Linked DNA regions of Sus scrofa: region 1 is linked to region 2. The links are chromatin contacts, called in public HiChIP or PLAC-seq maps. All regions are on one chromosome and are shown on one strand. Each heading gives the region's core, a stretch centred on a gene start, on an enhancer-like site or on the middle of the called end of the contact. The rest is flanking DNA. Distances are from core to core; before and after follow the strand shown.

Region 1 (6,309 bases), core at 1,804-4,303, 340 kb before region 2:
ATGAAAAAGGAAAAGATGAGAACTTAAAGGGAGAACACCTGGAAATTTAATAACGTTTCTTCCACATCTCAACTTATAAGAGTCCTGTGTTATCATGCCCCCCCCCAACTGAACACAATTCCATTCACATGGTGTCTGGTGTCTCTAACCTGAGTACAGGTAGCAATGATTTATCTCTGAGTATCAGTGAATGCCCCATGTAAAATGGAGAAGTGGAAACCCAACTTTACCAAAATTGCTTTAGATTTCAAATGTGTTAAGCAAAAATGGGACTATTAAAAACATTCTTTGTAGAGAGCAAAGACTCTAGACTTAAAACACTCTTCCCATAGGGGACAAAATCTTTTCACTTGATCAAATATTAACTAATTATTGATTTGTAATGTCTCTTAAAAGACTTAGAAATTGATTTCCACTTATTACATTATTGTTGACTTGCTTAATTAATATAGTATGCAATTGTAAATGTTCTAAAAGAATCAATTGCAATTATGAAAAGGGGTATACCCATTTTCCAGGTAATGGATTCTTAATATAATATTAGAAACTTAGTAATTGTTTTGGACAATTAGCTCTAGGGATTAAATCGTAACTTAACTGTTCAACCTTGATAGTTATAAGAGTATTTTTTTGAAATATATTTATTTGTTTTATGTCAGTCTTCAAACTCAGAGCCTTTCAAAATTCAAACAGGAAATAAATCAGGGAGATGTGAAGCTTGGCTTTCTGAAGCTGTAACTGGATCAGTCCATTGGGGATAAAGCACAGTTAAGGGTGTTCCCTAGTGGTTTCAAAAGAAGGAGGCTCACCTCAGGAAGTACGTGATTTACCCAAGTACACAAGGACAAAAGGAAAGGAATCAAAGGCTAGTCCTCTGTCTTGCTCAAAGCCAGGTTCTCATGTACAGATTGTTTACTCAAGCTCTGATAACCAGGCTCTTCCTCACTTGTTAAAACAAGTTAGTAGTTTGTTCATTCAGCAATTATTTACTATTACTTACCAGGCAGTATGTTAATGCCAGAAATAGGAGAGAATAAATCAAATGCTAGGAGGAGGCCACAGAAAAAGATGGCGATGGAGGAGTAGCCATCAAACCCATATCAAGAGCTATGTTTGGGCATTTCAACATATATATCTCTCTTAAGCCAAATAGTAATTCTAATCCTGACCTATCTCCCTACGCTGTGGTGGGCCTGGAAAATACTCAGACAAGCCTCGGTCTTTCTTGGAACTATAAGATGTGGCAAAAATGGAGCCCCACAGCACTCCTGAGTTTATATGTGGACCTGACTGGTCTCACTTCACATCTCAGTTACCTTCAATGGCTCCCAATCAAGTTTGAAGCCCAAACTCAACAGAATGGCTTTAATGACACTTGATGATCCGACACTAAACTCACCTCATAATAAAATGTAATTCATATCCTAGTCTGAAATAGTACTGCAATTTAAGAACTCTTATTCTTTCTTTCAATCAAAACTAACCTTTCCACATTTGTTTAATGATCAATGACCTAGCTAATCTTTACGTCTCACCTCAAATATAATTCCTCAGAAATGTTTCTTATCCCTTCCCAGTCAAAACAAATCATTGCTCTTCTATACTTCCATGGCAAATTGCAAGCTCTCACTGAATTCTATCTTGTGCAATAGTACATGCCCATCTCTTTTCCTTGTAGTTGGAGATGGGGCAAAGTATTACTGTATCTCAGTCTCTACCGCCACTGTGCCTATTGTAGTGTTCATGTAAGTATGTGCTCAATAAATGCAATTAACTTAGATTGTTTTCTTTTTCTTGTCTGGATTCGGTAGGCTTAAGTTCTGGGTATGGATTAGCTACCACTTTTCTTCCAGGGACCTCTAGACCCTCTCCACTTTTATCCTTCATATTCCTGCTCTTCCTTTGTCCATCTACCAACAACCACCCCAATAATCTCCTATCACAGAAGCTCCATCGATCCCCCCCATATTCTTTATTCAAGCCCCAAGGGTCATAAGTTCAAATGCCTAAACATGCAAGGCATATAACACAAATGCAAGAATCCAGCTGGTGTAAGATAAGATATAGATGGGCCTGATTGGACACCATACATCCACATGAAGACAGCCATATTATATTTTCTAACTGCCATATTATATTTTCTAACTGCCAGAAAAACAATACTATTTGCATTATAATGCAGTTATAAGGCTACCACTTCAACACAAGACAACACATCATTCTGATAACCCACCAAACTCTATTCACTGTACCTTGGTTTACATTCTTTTTTCCTTCCCTGGAAGCACCTCCATATTTATCTATCCTTTGAAGCTTTGAGCCAGTGTTACCTGTCCCTTGAAACTTTTCCAATCCATGAGGTGAAATTTGCATTAAGCCCATTGTGCCTTAAGTACTCATTAGTGCTTACCCTACACTAGCCCTATTAGTGTATATTAGGCTTTTCCTCCTTATGCTGTCAACCCCTACTTCACTCAGCACAGTGCCTTGCACACATAAATCCTCAATATTCATTATTGAATTAAATCATGTCCCTTTTATCCCTCCCCTGAGCAGTAGCAACCAGAGTCTTGGCTCTAGGCAGGTTTCTGGAAAGCACTACACCAAAACTCTGAATGGGAAAATCTGTTTCAAATGATTAGGCAACGGTCCCTGACTCAACTGGAAGACTAGTAGCAACATCAAGGTCAAAAGTCTTATCTCTGACTACTCAAGACCCACACTGTCTTGCCTCAGGCAGGGGCATCTTTACTAAAGTGTCTATGTAGTATTTCAAACTCTCCAAGAGAACAGAGAGGCACTATCATTGATGAATACACTCTTGATATTGAATTTATTTATAGTTTTTGGAGGAAAGGGAGGCAGTTTGGTGAGTGTGCGGTTAAAACTCTAGGAACTTGGCAGCAGCCAGTGTACAGGAATTCCCCCTGCTCTGCGTTTTAACACTGCTCTGATTTGTAGACATCACAATTTAATGAAGCACACAGCTGTGCAAGAAGAGCAGGAGGAGGAGTTTGGCAATAAGGGGCCCACAGGAAATCTGGCAATCCTTGTCATCTGGAATTTCCCTAACTCAGTCCAGCCACCCCTCCTTCCATCACCCTCCTCCAGCTCAACCTCCAGTTCCTCTCTGAAATGACCATTTTAATTGCATAAATAACCAAGCAGAGAAACTGTAGTAAAAGTCCTGCCCTTTCACTCATGTTTACCAAGTATATTTTTGTAAGTCCAGGAACTAGAGTTAGGCAAACTGGCAAGATAAAATAAGAAACGATTCAAATCTTCAGCTAAAACTGTCGTGGAAACATTGAAGGAAGCTAAAAAAAGAAATCTCTTTGGGTAATATAAATGATTTCTCTTAATTAAATTAGCCCTTCCCTTTCCTATTTTAGCTGTAAACAGAAGTTTCCAAAGCAACAATTTGGAAGTTGAGAAACCTTATGGTGTCCTGTAGAGCCATGTTTTGGAGTTGGGTTCAGATCCTAGCTCAGGAGCTTATCAACTGGGAAACAAGTTATTTTGTCTCTACAAGCTTTATTTTCCTCCTCTACAACATGGGGATAATAGTATATGCTGAATGGAGTTGTTAGGAGAATTATCTGAGAAAGTATATTTACAAGGTATGACACATAGGGACACTCGATTAGTGCATGTTTTCCCTTTTACTTTCCTCTCTCACCACTTTCCCCCAACACATACAGAGATCTCCATGACATAGCACAGTTTAAAGTCCAGTGAAAAATAGACACTTTAAAAAACATAATAAATTCAAGTAAGTACTTGAGAGCTAGGTATCACACAACATATTCTTCTTGCTATTGCTAAGTGAATGATATCATAAGGGTCTTTATTTCAAGAATTCAAAGTACTTATTGACCTATATGTTTATTCATTTCCAAAATATTTCCATAAATATAAGTATGGTCACAGATATCCCATTATGTGGATAAATAAAAAAGGAAAAAAGTTAAGTCTCATGGCCCAACTCTTTAAAGGAGAACTACAATCCCTCAATTATATAATCCCTTACTCTAGTTTTCCATTTATTACACTGCCTCAGTGACTCCTCTTTGGAGTTATAAGTCAAAGACAAGACCTATGACTCACAGAAATATTTGCTAAGGACATTATAAGTAAAAAAGCAACTGTAATTCTTAAGTGAAACAACAAAATTCAATGTTCTACTCATTACATTTTCCATTAAGAATAAATATAACTTAATATAACCACAAAGTTATATTAAGTAAAGACTAGTTTAAAATAATGACAGGAAGTTCCTTTGTGGCACAGTGGGTTAAGGATCAGATATTGCCTCATCTTTGGCACAGGTTGCAACTGCAGCATGGGTTTGATCCCTGGCCTGGGAATTTTCACAGGCCATGGGTGTGGCCAAAAAATAAAAAAATAAAACAAAGTTTCAACATGAGAGTTCAGTTTTAAATTTTGTCCCTAAAATGGGAAAAAAAGAGAAAATCTAAGACAAAATAACAATGAAAGGTTGAGAGAGAAATATAATCTTGATATTTGCGAAAGTCTTATGAAGCAAAGCTACTCATGGATTTAACTCTTTTGGAATTAAAAAAAAACACTCTTTAGATTAAAAGTAAGAAAATATCACATAATTTCTTGGAAAAGCAAATTTAAATCCTACCAAAAGGAAAAAGTAGTGGTTTATTTAATATTATCTTTGTTTTCAATAAAGCCAAATAGTAATTATTGACTTAATCATGTAAAAAAATCTATAATTCAGCTGAACTTTAAATTTAAATGATGTATAAAATAGTGTATTATACTATAGTGAATTAAAAATGACAAAGAAAAAAATGGCTGAACAAATAACTACACGTGTAACTACATCAGGATAAAATAAATTACATTATTTTTGTTTGTTTTAGCCACACCCATGGCATATAGAAGTTCCCAGGCCAGGGATGGAATCCAAGCCATGGCATAGGTTGCAGCTGTGGCTATGCTAAATCCTTGAACCCACCGCATGGGGCTAGGGATCGAACACACACCTCCACAGTGACCTGATCTGCTGCAGTTGGATTCCTAACCCATTGCACCACAGTGGAAATCCCTTACATTTTGCATATGTGAGATGATTATTTTTTGTAGGAACATAGGAAAAAATTAGTTAGCACTCCACAATTTTTTAAATAATTGAAAGGTTCATAACTACTGTTCTATTAATATCTCTGATATATAGAGACATTTGTGGGTAAAAAGAAGTTTATGAAGAGCAATTATGTTTTTACATATTCTTATAAGTGATTATCATCCCTTCCATATTATGTTACTTTTTAGCAGTTTTAAGCAATGCTCATTGTAGTTTGGTAAAATAGTGGATAAGGAAAGAATCAATGACCAAATCTGCATCTCTGAATGTCAGATGATCTTATGGATTTAAGCCCCTGGCCAGCCTACTCTAAATATTCTTACATACATTGTCCTTTATAATCTATTGATTTGTAGTCAGCAAACACGCTTTAAAAGTCTCCTTCACATCAAGCACTGCTAGCTTCTTTGCCATACCATATCTTAGTAAGCATATGCCATTCGAGTATTTCCTCAGAGTCAGATTTATTCAGGCCAGAGAAGAAATTAAGCAACCAATTGAATGCTGTTGTAGGCCATGAGGCATGAGTTTAGATTTTCGTATAAAATGTGCAAGTGGCAGAACCAAAAATCAGATTCTAGTTAATGAATATAAGCGAAAGCCAAAAGACAGATTGTAGTTAAAGATAGTACATTTAGTTACTTGATTTCAATGTCAGCAAACCATTTTTAAGTTCTACGTGTTGCATACTGGCAAAGCTGCTTTCAAAGAGTATTTATTAGTCTACTGATCAAGATCATGAAATCAATTTAGTCGGCTCTAGCTAGCTTAAAGGAAGAAAGAGAGAAAGGCAACACATAATAGGTAACTCTGGAATGAAATAACCACAATGTAAAAAATGGAATATATCAGATTCTACTGCATGTAGTATGGGTAAGTATTACTTTATAAAACTTTTGATTCACCTCATAGGTATTTGTGTGTCTATGTCTGTGTGCACACTATACTCATACTACATAAACAGCGTGTTTTTATCATGGCTATTGATCAAAATATTGGAAAGCCACTCTGAAGAATAGTTAAGATCCATTTTTAATTAGCAATAAATTTCTATGTACATAAGTAGAGTATACTTTTGAAAGTTTTAAATATAGGCTTATATTTTCTTTATTGATTTTTTAAAATTTTTAATTGAGGTATAATTGGCGTATAACATTATTTTCAGGTGTACAACATAATGATTTGATATT
Region 2 (6,731 bases), core at 1,368-3,867:
TTCAACACCTACCTTGTTATCTTATAAACACAGAAAAGCGCAAATCATCCATCATGTGGTGGAATAGCAGTTTAAGTTATACAAACTGAACAATGTCAGAGCTAGAAGGGCTTTTGGAAGCTATAACCCAGTGCCTTCTTTCTGAAGATAAGAAAATCAAGGCTTAGAAAGGACTAAGGTTTCCAAAGCATCACTGCAGACAGAGCTGAGCTCTGTCTAGATTTCATATGGGGATCTTTTCACCATTCTGGGCTATCATTACAAAATACATTCCAAGTTAAGCCCCTGCCATTACACAATGCAGCCTTATTTCCAATATACACAGAGTTAAATAAATTGCCCTAAGGAGCCTGCCCTAATCTGTGGGCAAAAAGCCTGCCCTGGGATCCCAGCTAAAGGTCAGAAAGAAAATATCTTTCTCAAAATGAACTGTAAAATTTTAATATTTGCAACATTAGCAATTATGAGATTATAGGAGAATAAGTGCACTAAAAGTGTATTGGGAAATTAGAAAAACATTATGTTGTCAGGCTGAGAAGATGGGATCTTTCTCACTGAGCTGCTCTGGTCAAATTAATCAAAGTGGGGGTAGAGTCCCAGATAAAGAATGCCAGAATCAAATTATTTAGCAAAGAAAGATTTGGTAGCTTTCTTCTCAATATCATTCTCTCAGTATAAACCTTGGCCTTCATTTTCTCTGTGTCTTTGGGCTTTTCACACCACCTTCCAGATCTTCAGGTAACAATTTCATGAGAAAGCGTCTGGTATGCTGGAAGTCACTGTCCAGCTAGCAAATATTAAGTCCCTATTATATACCATAATGTTACTATTTACTGTTAGAGACTTTATATTTTTTATTTTATTGAACACTTACAAGCAATTTAAAAACATCTTTGATAGAAATGGATGAACTTAAGAGGAAATAAGAGAAAAAAAATATGACCAGGGTTAATCAGATGGTCAAGTCAAGAACTACTAGTGGAAGAAAATAAAAAGGAGGAGGAAAGTGGAAGAAAATAAAAAGGAGGAGAAAAAACACATGATGCCTGGACATAGACAAAACCAGAGAAGCAAATCTTTAGCAGAGAGGGGTTGCTAGAATCCTCTGTGTTCTGCTTCACCTTTATCCCCTCATCCTCCACCTGATTCTGAGTCCCAGGGTATTTCTTATGGGTTCACCTTCTGCTTGATGTTTATAATTTCCTACTTAGACTTAAATCCATCAGAGAGACTTGCATTCAACTTAAAACACCCCTTCAACTCTCTTTTCTTCAGACTGAATAAGCATAGTTCTAGAAAACTTCCGTAATTGGTTGAAAATAATCTTTTAAATCACCTTAAATGTGGTTCTCTGAAACATTCCTAAGTTGCTTATCTTTGATTCCACCATTTAATTGGTACATTCTCTGGATAAGGTTCAGTCCTTGAACACCAGAAGCCCATGATCTGATGATCTCTGATCTTATTTTACTATCATATGCCTCCCAGGCCTAAACAAGTATCAATAGAAACCTGAAAGCCTCATTATAGAACTTCACCTATTACAACTTATTTTATGCTTTCTATCCTCAAGGAAACCAGCTGGATCTGGCCTCCTTTCCTACCTTAGTGGAAGCAAGAAGGCCAAGGTACCCTTTCCTGCTGGTAAATTTCAAAACCTCACAGAAAGGTATAGAAGCAGAAGAAAGGATCCATTAGGACTCATAAGAACTTGGTGGAGGAAGAGGGCTTATAAAAGCTGGAGATTGTTAGGATCCTAGACTGTGTGAGTTGGAAGGCCCCTTAGAGGTGTGTATCTAATTCTTTCATTTTATAGGTATATAAACTGAAGACCAGAATGTGCAAAAACCAGAGCTCTTCCTTTAGTCATGTTAATTACATGTTCTACTCAGTGACTCAGAGGCCAAATTCTTCTCAAATACAGTTGTTGGCAGGGTGGAAGGCCTAAGCAATTACTACCTTAAATCATCACAGCAGCCCCCAAAAGATTTGCCTTCTAAACCAAAAAAAGCAAAGGCATGTTGAAGAGATGAGTTTTAAACAGAAGAAGTTATCATACAAGGGCTGATGGATCAACCATGGACATTAAATATGGTTTCAACAGCACAAAAAGGATCTCAGTGAATGGAGGGATAACTTTCTTCAACAACCAGCTCTGTAAGACAAGAATTGTTTTTGTCGGAAAGACTTCCCTTCTTGAAGTCATTTTTAGCCGAACTAGAAAAATATTCCAGCCAGTCACCAGTCTGGGTGAATTTGATCATTCCATACATTTTTCTTTCTCCAGAGAGAAGCCATGCCTCCTTTTGTACAGTGCATGACAGGCGATATCCTTTCCCTCAATGCCCTCCTCTTCTTCCAGCCTGGATTTCACAGACGCAACACTGAGGTATAAAGTACCTGTTCAAAGGACCAAATGAGGAGGACAGCTCCCCAGAGTGAAAAAAAATGGCAGCTTCCATTATTACCTCCGTCAGCGGCCCCTCCTTTCTACTCATCTCAAATCTCAAAGCTCCACCACAGAATTAAAAACATAGCTCCAGGCAGCAAACCGAGATTTATGAGGAAACACAGACATTAACTCTTGCTCTAAATGCAGGGCGTGTGCTTGTAAGTATGGGTGAGCAAACAGAGGGAAGCCGCGCCAGAGGAGGAAGGAGGGCGGGCAGCCAGGGGGAGAGAGCAGTTCAGAACAACACAATCTATTTTCTAAATGTCTCCTTTTCCCTACCTCCCAGCCTGTATTGTTGAAAGGCAGGCCTCCTAGGCCCCTGAAATGTTAGTCCCTTGCTTATTTAATCTGGACAAAAGGGGGAACTGGGTTGGCACCCTGGAGGGTATTCAGTGCTCCTCTGTTCAATGAATGACCTCAGACGAAATATTTTCCATGACAAGAACCCAAAAGACGCTGGCTTCAAGTCAGACAATAAGATTTGCAGAATGTGTTTACATTCTCTCTGTGTCCCTAGGCTGTTCCAAACCCATAGGCAGGTGCTGCCTTTATCTGCTCTCTTTGCTCACCTGGCTCTCTCCCAGGAGTTTCCAAGGCCTTGGGCTCAGTGAGATTAACCATTTACTGGCATGGGTAACCAAGAAACTCTGTGGGTTATATTCCTCCAGGGAGAGGTCCGTGATGCAGTAAAACAGATCAGTAGCATCTATAAAGAGAGAATTCCAGGGGTAATGCAATGCCAGGGTAAGAACTTTCAGTGGCAGTTTGGAAGCCTGTGATCAAAGGCTAGGTCTGCCACTCATTTGCTGAGTAACTTGAACCATTTTCTTTTCTCTGCACTCCAGGGGTCCTCTGTGAAACCAGGTAGTTGAACTAGATCATCTCTAGGGTCCTTTTCTATTTCCATAAACCAGTATCTGTGCAGAAAGACCTAAATAATTGCATTACATTGTTAGACAAAAAGCCAAAGGATAACTTAATAGCTAAGAGAAATTATCAGATGGGCTGCTGAGACCTGATGTCTCATCTTAAACTGTAGAATAAAAATCCTATAGTGAAAACAAAAGTGGAATTCAGAGAAGGTGAAGATGAATAGTAACGAGAGTAACAGAAAAAGGCTATGGAATCTCCAAGGCTGTAAGTCCTTAAAAGTAAAGTCTATCTGCTTGGGAAACTTTAGACGAGTTTGTCCTTGAGATAGTCATGTTCAGGGATGAGGGGAAGAAGACTGAGGTCCAAACAAAAGTACAACCTAATATTTCATGGTTCACAGTGTGTGTGTGTGTGTGTGTGTGTGTGTGTGTGTGTTCACAGCAAATACTTAGAATAAAATAAACATGGACACTTACAATGCCAGGTACATAGTAATCACTTAATAAGTCCTTCTTTAATGATGATGGGTGAATAAATAAATTCACCAACCAAGTTAGGATGCCCGTGAGTTTGAATGCTTTTATTCCATTTGTAGAATGTTACATGTTATGGACGTACGATTCCTGAACTGACAGTCACTAAAACCTGGGTCTAATCTTAGCATCGATACTAATTTTCTGTGTGGCTTAGAGCTGGGCATAATATGTATGTGGTTCCACTTCCCTTTGCTATGTTTTCTGAAGGTTTGTATTCTCCCCAAACTCATATGTTGAAATTGTAATGCACAACGTGATGGAACTAGGAAGTGAAGGCTTTGGGAGATGATTAGGTCACAAGGGAAGCTTCTCATGAAGAACATTAGTACTTTAAAAAAAAAGAGACCCCTCAAAGTTTCCACTGTGTGAGACTACAGAGAGAAGGCACCATATATGAACCAGAAAGCAGGCCCCCACTAGACACTGAATCTGCCAGCACTTTCACCTTGGACTTCCCAGGCTCCAGAGCTGTGAGAGAGAAATTCTGGTTGTTTATAAGCTACTCAGTCTCTGGTGTTTTGTTATAGCAGCCCCATAGAACAAAGATACCCTACCTTACTATGGAGTAATAAAGGCATTGGATTAGATACCCACTAGAAGACACTCCAATTGTGCACATACCTAACATTTATGACCAGAAGGAGCCCAGGATTACCTACTTAGGGGTTTCACTTAATGACATACAGAAATATTTTCTATTTCAGAAGTAGTATGAATGGATTATTTGGATGGATGTCATTTAAAAACTTACATTCTCATTTTTTAAACAGCTTACATTAAAAATAACTATTTTATGGCTTAATAAAAATCATCATAAACTCCATATTTTAAGACATGGAAGGGATTTATTATCCATGTATGTCCTATATTCTTCATCCCTTAATTTTGCCAAAACAGAGACTGAAATCTGAAAGGTTACCTAGATTTATGGTCAAACCTCTGTAATACTTTCCTATCCTCTAAGAGTTTCCTTCATGAAATGCAACCATTGTATATGAAGAGTAAGGCTATTACTCAAAACCTAAAAGATTCTCAACTGTTCAGTTTATTAGTTCTTATATCAGCTATTGCTTCTCACACCATCAGGCTGGCATTTCTCGCTGCTATCAACATTCCTCATTCCAGCAGCTCTTCTTCTAATTTGCCGTTTCTGCACTTCCGTTGAGAGGTATATTAGGAATGCATTACTGTTGGAGTCATGGGCAAATAGTAAAACAAACAAACAAACAAAAGCCACCTCAGTCCCTTTCCTAAAGGAAAATATGTCCATTTTATGCCAACAGCTTTGGATTCACAGATGCCATCTAAATGGAAAGTTAATCCCATAAGGTTGAGGGTAAATGTTTTAGATAAAGGGAAAGAAACTGCATAGTTCTTTTAGTCCTGGGCATCTAAATGCTCATGTTTTAGAAGGTCCACTTAAAGCTCCATGCTTGTCAGAATGAAACAAATGTGATCCTAGGATTAAAAAAGATAACTTTTTAAACTGACGAAGATGACATGAAATGTTGTCACCCTTAGAGACATATACTGATAGACTGGCATTGTCATAGTCTGTATAAGGAGCCTCATGTTCTGAACTCTCCTTCAAACCCTTTAGAGTGTAACTCCCACAATATTTAACAATTGTTCTGCATGTCAACATCATCAGCAGATCCTTGTTAACATTTCTCCATAAAGACCAGATAAATTGCTCTGGATAAAATGGTAATTAGAACTCAGAGGTGGGAAAAATCCCTTAGAGTTGAGTCAAAGAAGTTTTCATTTATTCAATACATGTTTACTGATCTTCAACCTTGTACCAAGTACCATGCAAAGGGCTAAAAGAATACATAATAAGTCTTCAAGAAAGTCAGAGCAGTCCAATGGCTTTGTGAAATAGGTAGTCTTTCAGCTGGAGTCTGACAGATATGAGGACTTACTGAGAAGTCAAGAAGGTGATTGAAGTAGAATAGCATTAAGTACATTGAAGACAGAGGAAATCATGAGAGCAAAAAGCCCATTGAGTTGGGGGTGAGGAGAAAAAGAGAAAATTCAGTGTATGTACCATGATTTGTATTTTTATGATGCTCTTATTTATTCCTAATTGGGCTACATGTGAGTCATCAGAGTAGAAGAAGACCAGCCAGAGAAGCCTATATAACTTGGTAGGGTTGACGGTAGGGGGTGAGCAGGACAGTGAAAGGTCTGGAGCAGCCTAATCCTAATATAGAAGCTAGAAATAAGCCACTGGAGAATCAGCGGGGAGTGGTTTAATTAACTGAGGAAATTCATCCCTGATGGCCACACTCAAAACTAAAAAATAATTTAAAAAAATAAAAAATCAACTGCGGAAATTCATCCCTGATAGCTACATTCAAAACTAAAAAATAATTTAAAAAAATAAAAAAAAACCCAATCAAAAAATGAACAGAAGACCTAAATAGACATTTCTCCAAAGAAGACATAACAAGCACATGACGAGATGTTCAACATAGCTAATTATTAGAGAAATGCAAATCAAAACTATCATGAGATATCACCTCAAACCCGTCAGAATGGCCATCATCAAAAAGACTATAAATAATACAAGTTCTCTGGTGGCCTAGCAGTTTAAGGATCCAACATTGCCACTACTGTGGCGTGGGTTCAATCCCTGGCCCAGGAACTTCCACATGTTGTGGTGCAGCAAAAAAAAAAAAAAAAAAAAAAAAAAAAAAAAAAGTACACAAATAATAAATGCTGGAGATGGTGTGGAGAAAAGGGAACTCCCATGCACTATTGATGGGCAAGTAAAATTGTTGCAGCCACTATGGAAAACAGTATAGAGGTTCCCTAAAAAACTAAAAATAGAATTATCATATGACCCAGCAATCCCACTCCTGGGCATA

The links. HiChIP or PLAC-seq counts read pairs in DNA pulled down with a chosen protein or histone mark.
Region 1: a contact with region 2 is called in an H3K27ac HiChIP or PLAC-seq map of alveolar macrophages. The contact joins two enhancer-like sites. A contact is called at or near these places in 2 of 2 datasets of contacts at active chromatin or transcription factors (alveolar macrophages and skeletal muscle).

The regions. Positions count from the first base shown.
Region 1 is chr13:127,178,660-127,184,968 of Sscrofa11.1, reverse strand. All of the region lies in intron 2 of TP63 (tumor protein 63), which reads right to left. Among named protein-coding and RNA genes, the nearest start is that of TP63, 66 kb to the right of the region's middle. Within about 2 kb of position 3,053, at least 15 of the 83 cell types and tissues checked have an H3K27ac peak or open chromatin away from gene starts, as enhancers often do. A contact at or near this core is called in alveolar macrophages, where this site is marked.
Region 2 is chr13:126,839,002-126,845,732 of Sscrofa11.1, reverse strand. The region is part of intron 5 of TPRG1 (tumor protein p63-regulated gene 1 protein); the gene reads right to left. Among named protein-coding and RNA genes, the nearest start is that of TP63, 270 kb to the left of the region's middle. Within about 2 kb of position 2,617, at least 28 of the 83 cell types and tissues checked have an H3K27ac peak or open chromatin away from gene starts, as enhancers often do. A contact at or near this core is called in alveolar macrophages, where this site is marked.